2 separate regions of the Zea mays genome follow, and region 2 is linked to region 1. The links are chromatin contacts, called in public Hi-C maps. All regions are on one chromosome and are shown on one strand. The core of a region is the stretch at or near the end of the contact, and the rest is flanking DNA. Distances in the headings are between cores, read along the strand shown.

Region 1 (3,325 bases), core at 276-2,775:
GGAAGTCCCTCGAGGTCGGCTGCCCGAGTCCGAGGCTAGGCTCGGGTGAAGCGTGATCGAGTCACTCGTATGGACTGATCCCTGACTTAATCGCACCCATCAGGCCTCTGCAGCTTTATGCTGATGGGGGTTACCAGCTGAGAATTAGGCGTCTTGAGGGTACCCCTAATTATGGTCCCCGACAAAGCCTTTGCCAGTTCCTTTGCCGAGTGCCAGCTGGACTAGCTCTCGGCAACGGGGAGCACAAGTGGACCCCTTTACCAGTATTTTAAAACAATTGGATGATAAGTTAACGGTTTTGTTTCGTGTGCATGGGGCTCGAAATTTCTGGTCTGCTCCAGAAATAGGTCGTAACTTGTGCTAAGTAACATGAATATCATTTTTGCATTCACGGTTTTTCATCTTTCGAGCGACTTGCAGTTCAAATCTGAATTATCCGAGAAAATTCAATTAAAAGAACAAAATCTAATAGTTATAGCAAACACTTTTATAATTGTGCCAAAATCGAACATGTAGGTCTACATAGTGTAGGAACACACCACAAAAAGTTTAGTGAGAAAAAGAAAAATAATAATAAAATTATACTTTTGTCGAGTGTCAAAGAAGACACTCGGCAAAGAAGTTATTTTGCTGAGTGCCAAAGTCTGGCGCTCGGCAAAGTTAACGGTCGTCAGCTATAGACGGCTGCTGACGACCCTTTGCCGAGCATCGTGTTTCGCCGAGAGTTTGACACTCGGCAAAGGGGGCTTTGCCGAGAGTCTATCTATGTCGAGTGTCTCACTCTCGGTAAACGATGTCGTTGCCGAGAGTCTTATTTCGCCGAGAGTGATACTCGACAAAGAATGCTTTGCTGAGTGGTACTTGGTAAAGTGTCGAGCAATCAACAAAGAGCCGGATTTTGGTAGTGCAAGGATTACCATGACATGAAAACTGCGACAAGCCAGCCTTTGCATGTGTATGTTTTGTTTGTTCGTCTGACTTTAATTTGTATCAGTTTCTGCTGCTTCTATAATATTTTTGTCTCTATAAATTATATCTGCAATAGTCAAACAACCGGTTTTTATGGTTTGAGTCTTGTTTTTGACTTTATGTATAAATAATGCTGCCATGCAAAGTAGTGTTGTCGTTGTGAAGTAACTCAATTATATATATATATATATATATATATATATATATATATATATATATATATATATATAGACACACACAGTAGGCAGTTTCAATTCTCTGTACGCGCGCAGCTAGCGTTGAGTGCTGGAAATGTTCGTGGTACAGTATATATGCAACAACAGTGGTAGTACGTGGTTGGTACAAAGGTTCCTTTAGCAGATTCCGGTAACATTAGCCGGTTGTAATTTGAACGGCCTTCACTCTCCAATTCCCTTTCCATCTCCCTGTGTCTAGTGTTCTTTTCTTCCACTCCACAAAAATATCTGTTCAATAAATATATATAATGTTGCTAATTTGCATTATATTAGCAGCTCCCGGACTCTTTCAGTTTCTTCCAGCTCTGCCTCTCTGTCACACACACACAAGACTCTCGCTAGCTCCCAAGTCCCAACCAACCTCTAGCAGCTCCATCCCCTCTCTCTCTCTTTCCCCGTGTCAATCTGTGGTGTGGGAAGGAAGATCGATATACTCCCTCCCCATGTTCCTCTCGCTCCTGCGATGAAGCCAATGGCAACCAATGGCATGGCCCCCTCCTTCTTCGCCGCCAACTTCCTCCTCCAAATGCAGCAGGAGCAGCAGGCGCACCACCAGCACCAGCACCATGAGGGCCACGACCACCTCCTGGCTCCCCCTCCCCCGGCGCTCGTCAGCCCCTTCCTCCACGACTTCGGCGGCGCCATGACCGCGCCGCCGCCTCCAATGCTGGCCACCGGCATTAAGCGCATGTACCCTGACGGCATGTGTGACGACGGCAGCGGCCACCTGCACGCGGAGCCCAAGCAGCACCAGCAGGACTGCGGCGGCGGCGCGTCGGACGACGAGGAGGGGTCCGCCGCGGCGGCGTGCGGCGAGCGGAAGCGGCGGCTGAGCGTGGAGCAGGTGCGCACGCTGGAGCGCAGCTTCGAGGTGGCCAACAAGCTGGAGCCGGAGCGCAAGGCGCAGCTGGCCCGCGCGCTGGGGCTGCAGCCCCGCCAGGTGGCCATCTGGTTCCAGAACCGCCGCGCCCGGTGGAAGACCAAGCAGCTGGAGAAGGACTACGACGCGCTGCGCCGCCAGCTGGACGCCGCCCGCGCCGAGAACGACGCCCTCCTCTCCCACAACAAGAAGCTCCAGACAGAGGTGTGTACTATGATGTAGCAGTAACGAGTAACAATGCCATCGCCATGCGCATCAGGATCTACGACTACGACCCAGGCCACAACTAAAATCCATGCATCTGGATCGGAGAATTCAAGTTATACCATAGCATAGCAAGCTAGAGGATCGTAGATAGGAATAGGATCCATCCATGGGCGTCGACTCTGCATAAAGTGCGCATGTCGGGATGGGTGCCGGCCTGCGCCTGCTGTCGGCCACCCATGCATGCATGGCCTCTCTCCTTTTCTCTCGTCTCATCGTCTGTGATGTGGTGGTGGTGCCGCCGTGCCGGTGCCGGTGCCATGCAGCATGATTAACCACTCGATCTACCAATAATCACCGGTCCCGTCGATCCTGTCCATCGCGTGCAGATCATGGCGCTCAAGGGAGGCGGAGGAGGGAGGCAGGAGGCGGCGTCGGAGCTCATCAACCTCAACGTCAAGGAGACGGAGGCGTCCTGCAGCAACCGCAGCAGCGACGAGAACAGCTCCGAGATCAACCTCGACATCTCCAGGCCGCCTCGGGCCGCCGACGAGAGCCCCGCCGCCATGGACAGCTACCGCGGCATCCCGTTCTACGCCTGCGCCCGCGCCGACGACGTCGACCAGCTCCAGCTCCTGCACAGCGGCGGCCACCCGTCCCCGGCGCCCAAGATGGAGCCCGGCCACGGCGCCGCCGCTACTGCGGGCGGTGGCGGAGGCGGAGGCGGCACCTTTGGAAGCCTGCTGTGCGGTGCCGCCGCCGACGAGCAGCCTCCGTTCTGGCCGTGGGCCGACGGCCACCACGCCTTCCAGTGAACAAATTAATCCTTCAATTCGTCTCGTACGGTGCACTACGCTGCCTGCTATGACCTCGCATCGGGCGACGCAGATTTTGTTCCATGGATCCAACAGCACGTCGACCGACCGACATGCCTCTCCGGCCGGTCATTTCCTCTTGGCATCGCATCAAGCTATGCGCCAGATCGCGAGATCGCCGCCGACGACGTACGTTGCCGATGCGTTGTTGATCAAAGAAG
Region 2 (3,304 bases), core at 109-2,608, 100 kb before region 1:
ACTAGTTTATGTTTCTTACCTTCTCCCTTTAATTGATCCCTTTATGAAGAGTTATTTAAAGGGTGAGGTAATGGGTTGATTCATTTGTGTTGCCTTGTTTTTTATATCCTTCAGGAGCCAAAAATGAGTGACCAGCACTCACCATGCATGGCAAGTGTTGCCGAAATTTTGTATTGACAATCTTATGTTCCTTTGTTGTAGAGAGGAGACCATCCGACTCCACCACAACCTTAGATATAACCCCTTTTTTGTATCATTGTCATAGATCACTTAACCTAGTTAAATGGGGTCACTAATTAGTAATTAGTTAGACATTAGTACATGGGGTTAGGCACATACCATCTTAATTGGTTATTGAATTTTGATTTCGTGTTTCAAATATATGGACAACCTAGTGACCATATACCATGGAGGCATCATGGAAAGAGATCACTGTGGATATGCTGAGTTCATTGATACGCAAAGCATGCTCGTGTTATTCATTGATAGACCTTCCTTCAGTGAGTTGGTTGCAAAGGTTAGGGAGGAGCTAGGTTGCCATGGCGATGATGTCATTGCCGTTAAGGGCATAATTAATCTAGGTCGTCCACCAAATGTCGTAAGGGGAGCAATTTATACTTTAGAGCCGGCCACGTGGGCGCCAGCTCAACGCAGCGAACTGAGACCTCGGCAGCATCATTGTTGGCGTCAAGACGTGCAACCTCGACGCTTATAATGATGGCGCCGAGATAAAGGTCAATTTCCTGAAATAAAACCGAAAAGGGCGTATTTGTGAACAACTTTTTCCAAAAAGGGCCAAAATGCAAAAATACGGTAGTTCAGGGAACGGTGGTGGACTGGTGGTGTCGCTCCGCTAACCATGTCGGCGGTGGTCACGCTCAATGTATGTGTCGGGATGGAGTTCTTTGATATGAAACTCATGGATAGTTACAACGACATCCCAATTCTCATTGTCACGAGGGTGTGAGTGGAGGCGACAGTGAAAATAGGTTCACTGACAGTAGCAAGTACGTGGACATTGACTACCTTGTTTACTTCAATGGCACATGCCCATCTATATGTTAAGCTATCTCTAACAATTTAATCATCTTTTTTTTTTCATTTTAAACTTCAATTTATAAACAGTATAGCCTAAAGCACATAACAATGTTTTATACATCCATTTGTACCATCTGCTGGCCATAGCACATGCGAACTGGTCGGTATCCACGGTGTTGGAGCTAGCACGGATTTGTACCGACCTATGTATGCATTGGATATTTAAGTTGCTTCGAATCGTGTCGCCGTGTCGATCAGTCTGTCTATCTTGGCCATGTAGCAAGAGAGCCGACATGGTTGAGCTGTATTGGGCCATCGGCTGGATTCATGGCCTCGGAAACGTACGAAACTGGGCCTCTACCTGCAGCAGCACCATGAAGTGTACAGGTTCGACTGTGAGAAAATGCGATAACAAATGGGCCCTTCAGATTTGGAGGGATCTCTAATGGAGTATTTGGTTTGAGTATCATCACTTACTATTTTTGTTTGATTTGTGCAATGAAATGAGTTGATCTATCACCACCTCATTTCTCATAGTTAGTTAATATTAATATGAGAAATGTAGCCATCACACCTTAAACCAAACACCCCCTAACTAATTAAATGGTGCTGAGTCAAGCAGTTATGTACATTGACACCACAAGAAAAACAATTTTAGAAGACACTGTCAAGTTATTTTTGGAGGCAGGCACACATTTAAACGTTATGTGCATAATTTTAGTGTCAATGCACATAATTTAAATGGCGCTGAGTCAATGCACAATTTTAAATGTGACCGTCTCCGTAAACATTTAAACGGGATCTAATAAAATATTTGTTTCCAAAAACCATTTATAAAAACAGGTGCCTAATATGATTGCCTTAAAAAATTAAATTCTTAGAGGCGAACATTTTATGATCATCTCTGTTAACTTATGGTTTTTGGAGACTGTCATTCTAAAGTCTTCGCACATAAAATCATTTTATGAAGGCGAAAGTCTTAATGGGTGTTTGTTTTAAAAAATCAATCCATTCTAGATAAATTTGGTGTAATGAACTCATTTCTAATGTTATTTCTAATTATTATCCTATGAGAAATGAAATGGTGATGTATCAACTCATTCCATTTCACAAACCAAATAAGAAAGTGAGAAGATGATAAACTAACTCATCCCTTAAACCAAACACGTTGTAAGATATTCACCTCTATAAGTAGTGGCATCCAAAAATAATTCATAACTTTTTTCATATGGATTCAGATAAAGATAAATTTTATATAAAAATTGTAACTTTCAACATGATTTACAACATTGCAGTTGAAAATATTTTGAATTCAAACTGTTACCAAAATATTGCTATAAATCCATAGATTTTAAAATTTGAAATTTAAAATTATCAAACAATCTCGGTTGTAGGTATGGACTATATGAAAGTTATAGTTCTTAATACACTCCATTGTAGTTGAATGTTTGTTTGAGTTTAAGTCGTTTATAGTCCCAAATGTATGTTTTAAGTTTATAAATTTTGAAATTTAAAATTTTGAATTACTAAACGATCTCAAATATTCACATAGTTAATACAAAATTTATAATGGCTAACATTAGCTACATGTTTATTGTTGATAAGTTTTTTTATTTAAATCCGTTAGATTCTCAAATGTTTGCTCTAAATTCAATTATTTTTATATTCAATTTTGATTATTTTGTAAACAATCTCGCAGAGAATACATTCTGTATCAAATTGTAGTGTTTGACACGATTTAAAACTCACCTTAGCAGCTTACGTTGAGTGTTATATATTTAGGAGCTATCAGAGTCTTGAACAATCTCTTTCATGTTCAAACATATGCTTTCACATCCTACAGTGATGTTGTATTATGATTAGTATTCCCTCTGTTCTGAAATAGTAGTTGTTTTAGCTATTGGTTTTTGCCGGTACACTGAAATTAGGGTACCCCTTACTACTGTATCAAGACGCAATATTCACGCGGCTATCTTTAATCGCGTGGTAAAGGAGCTGTACATGGGACCAGGTCATGACTCGCCCCAGCCTTGGGCGACTACTCTGGGCCAGCAACAGCACCTGACCCCTCCACGTGGGCGGCTCCAGGGCCGCCATGTGTCCAGAGAAAGTGAGATACTCCAAGGCATCAACAGTGAGTCCGGACCCCATGGGAAAGTGCGGGACCCCTGGATATACAGTCCGGACCTCCAAGTTGGTCCAAGACCCCCACGTGTACGGACCGGACCCCTAGAATGGGATCCGGACCCCCCCCCCTATGGGGTCC

The links. Hi-C and Micro-C count contacts between places; a contact is called where the count stands out from the background.
Region 2: a contact with region 1 is called in a Hi-C map of ear, with 2.3 times the contacts expected there. The contact joins the enhancer-like site here to the promoter of LOC103626227 in region 1. A contact is called at or near these places in 2 of 25 Hi-C or Micro-C datasets (ear and tassel).

Annotation. Positions count from the first base shown.
Region 1 is chr5:36,464,701-36,468,025 of Zm-B73-REFERENCE-NAM-5.0, reverse strand. It overlaps LOC103626227 (homeobox-leucine zipper protein HOX23), which reads left to right and starts at 1,525. Exons shown (of 2, transcript NM_001352895.1): 1 at 1,525-2,289; 2 at 2,679-3,325. The coding sequence starts at 1,669. The coding sequence ends at 3,104. It also overlaps the pseudogene LOC118472000.
Region 2 is chr5:36,567,540-36,570,843 of Zm-B73-REFERENCE-NAM-5.0, reverse strand. No RefSeq gene overlaps it. Among protein-coding and RNA genes, the nearest start is that of LOC103626228, 69 kb to the right of the region's middle. Within about 2 kb of position 1,358, at least 16 of the 20 cell types and tissues checked have an H3K27ac peak or open chromatin away from gene starts, as enhancers often do. A contact at or near this core is called in ear and tassel, where this site is marked.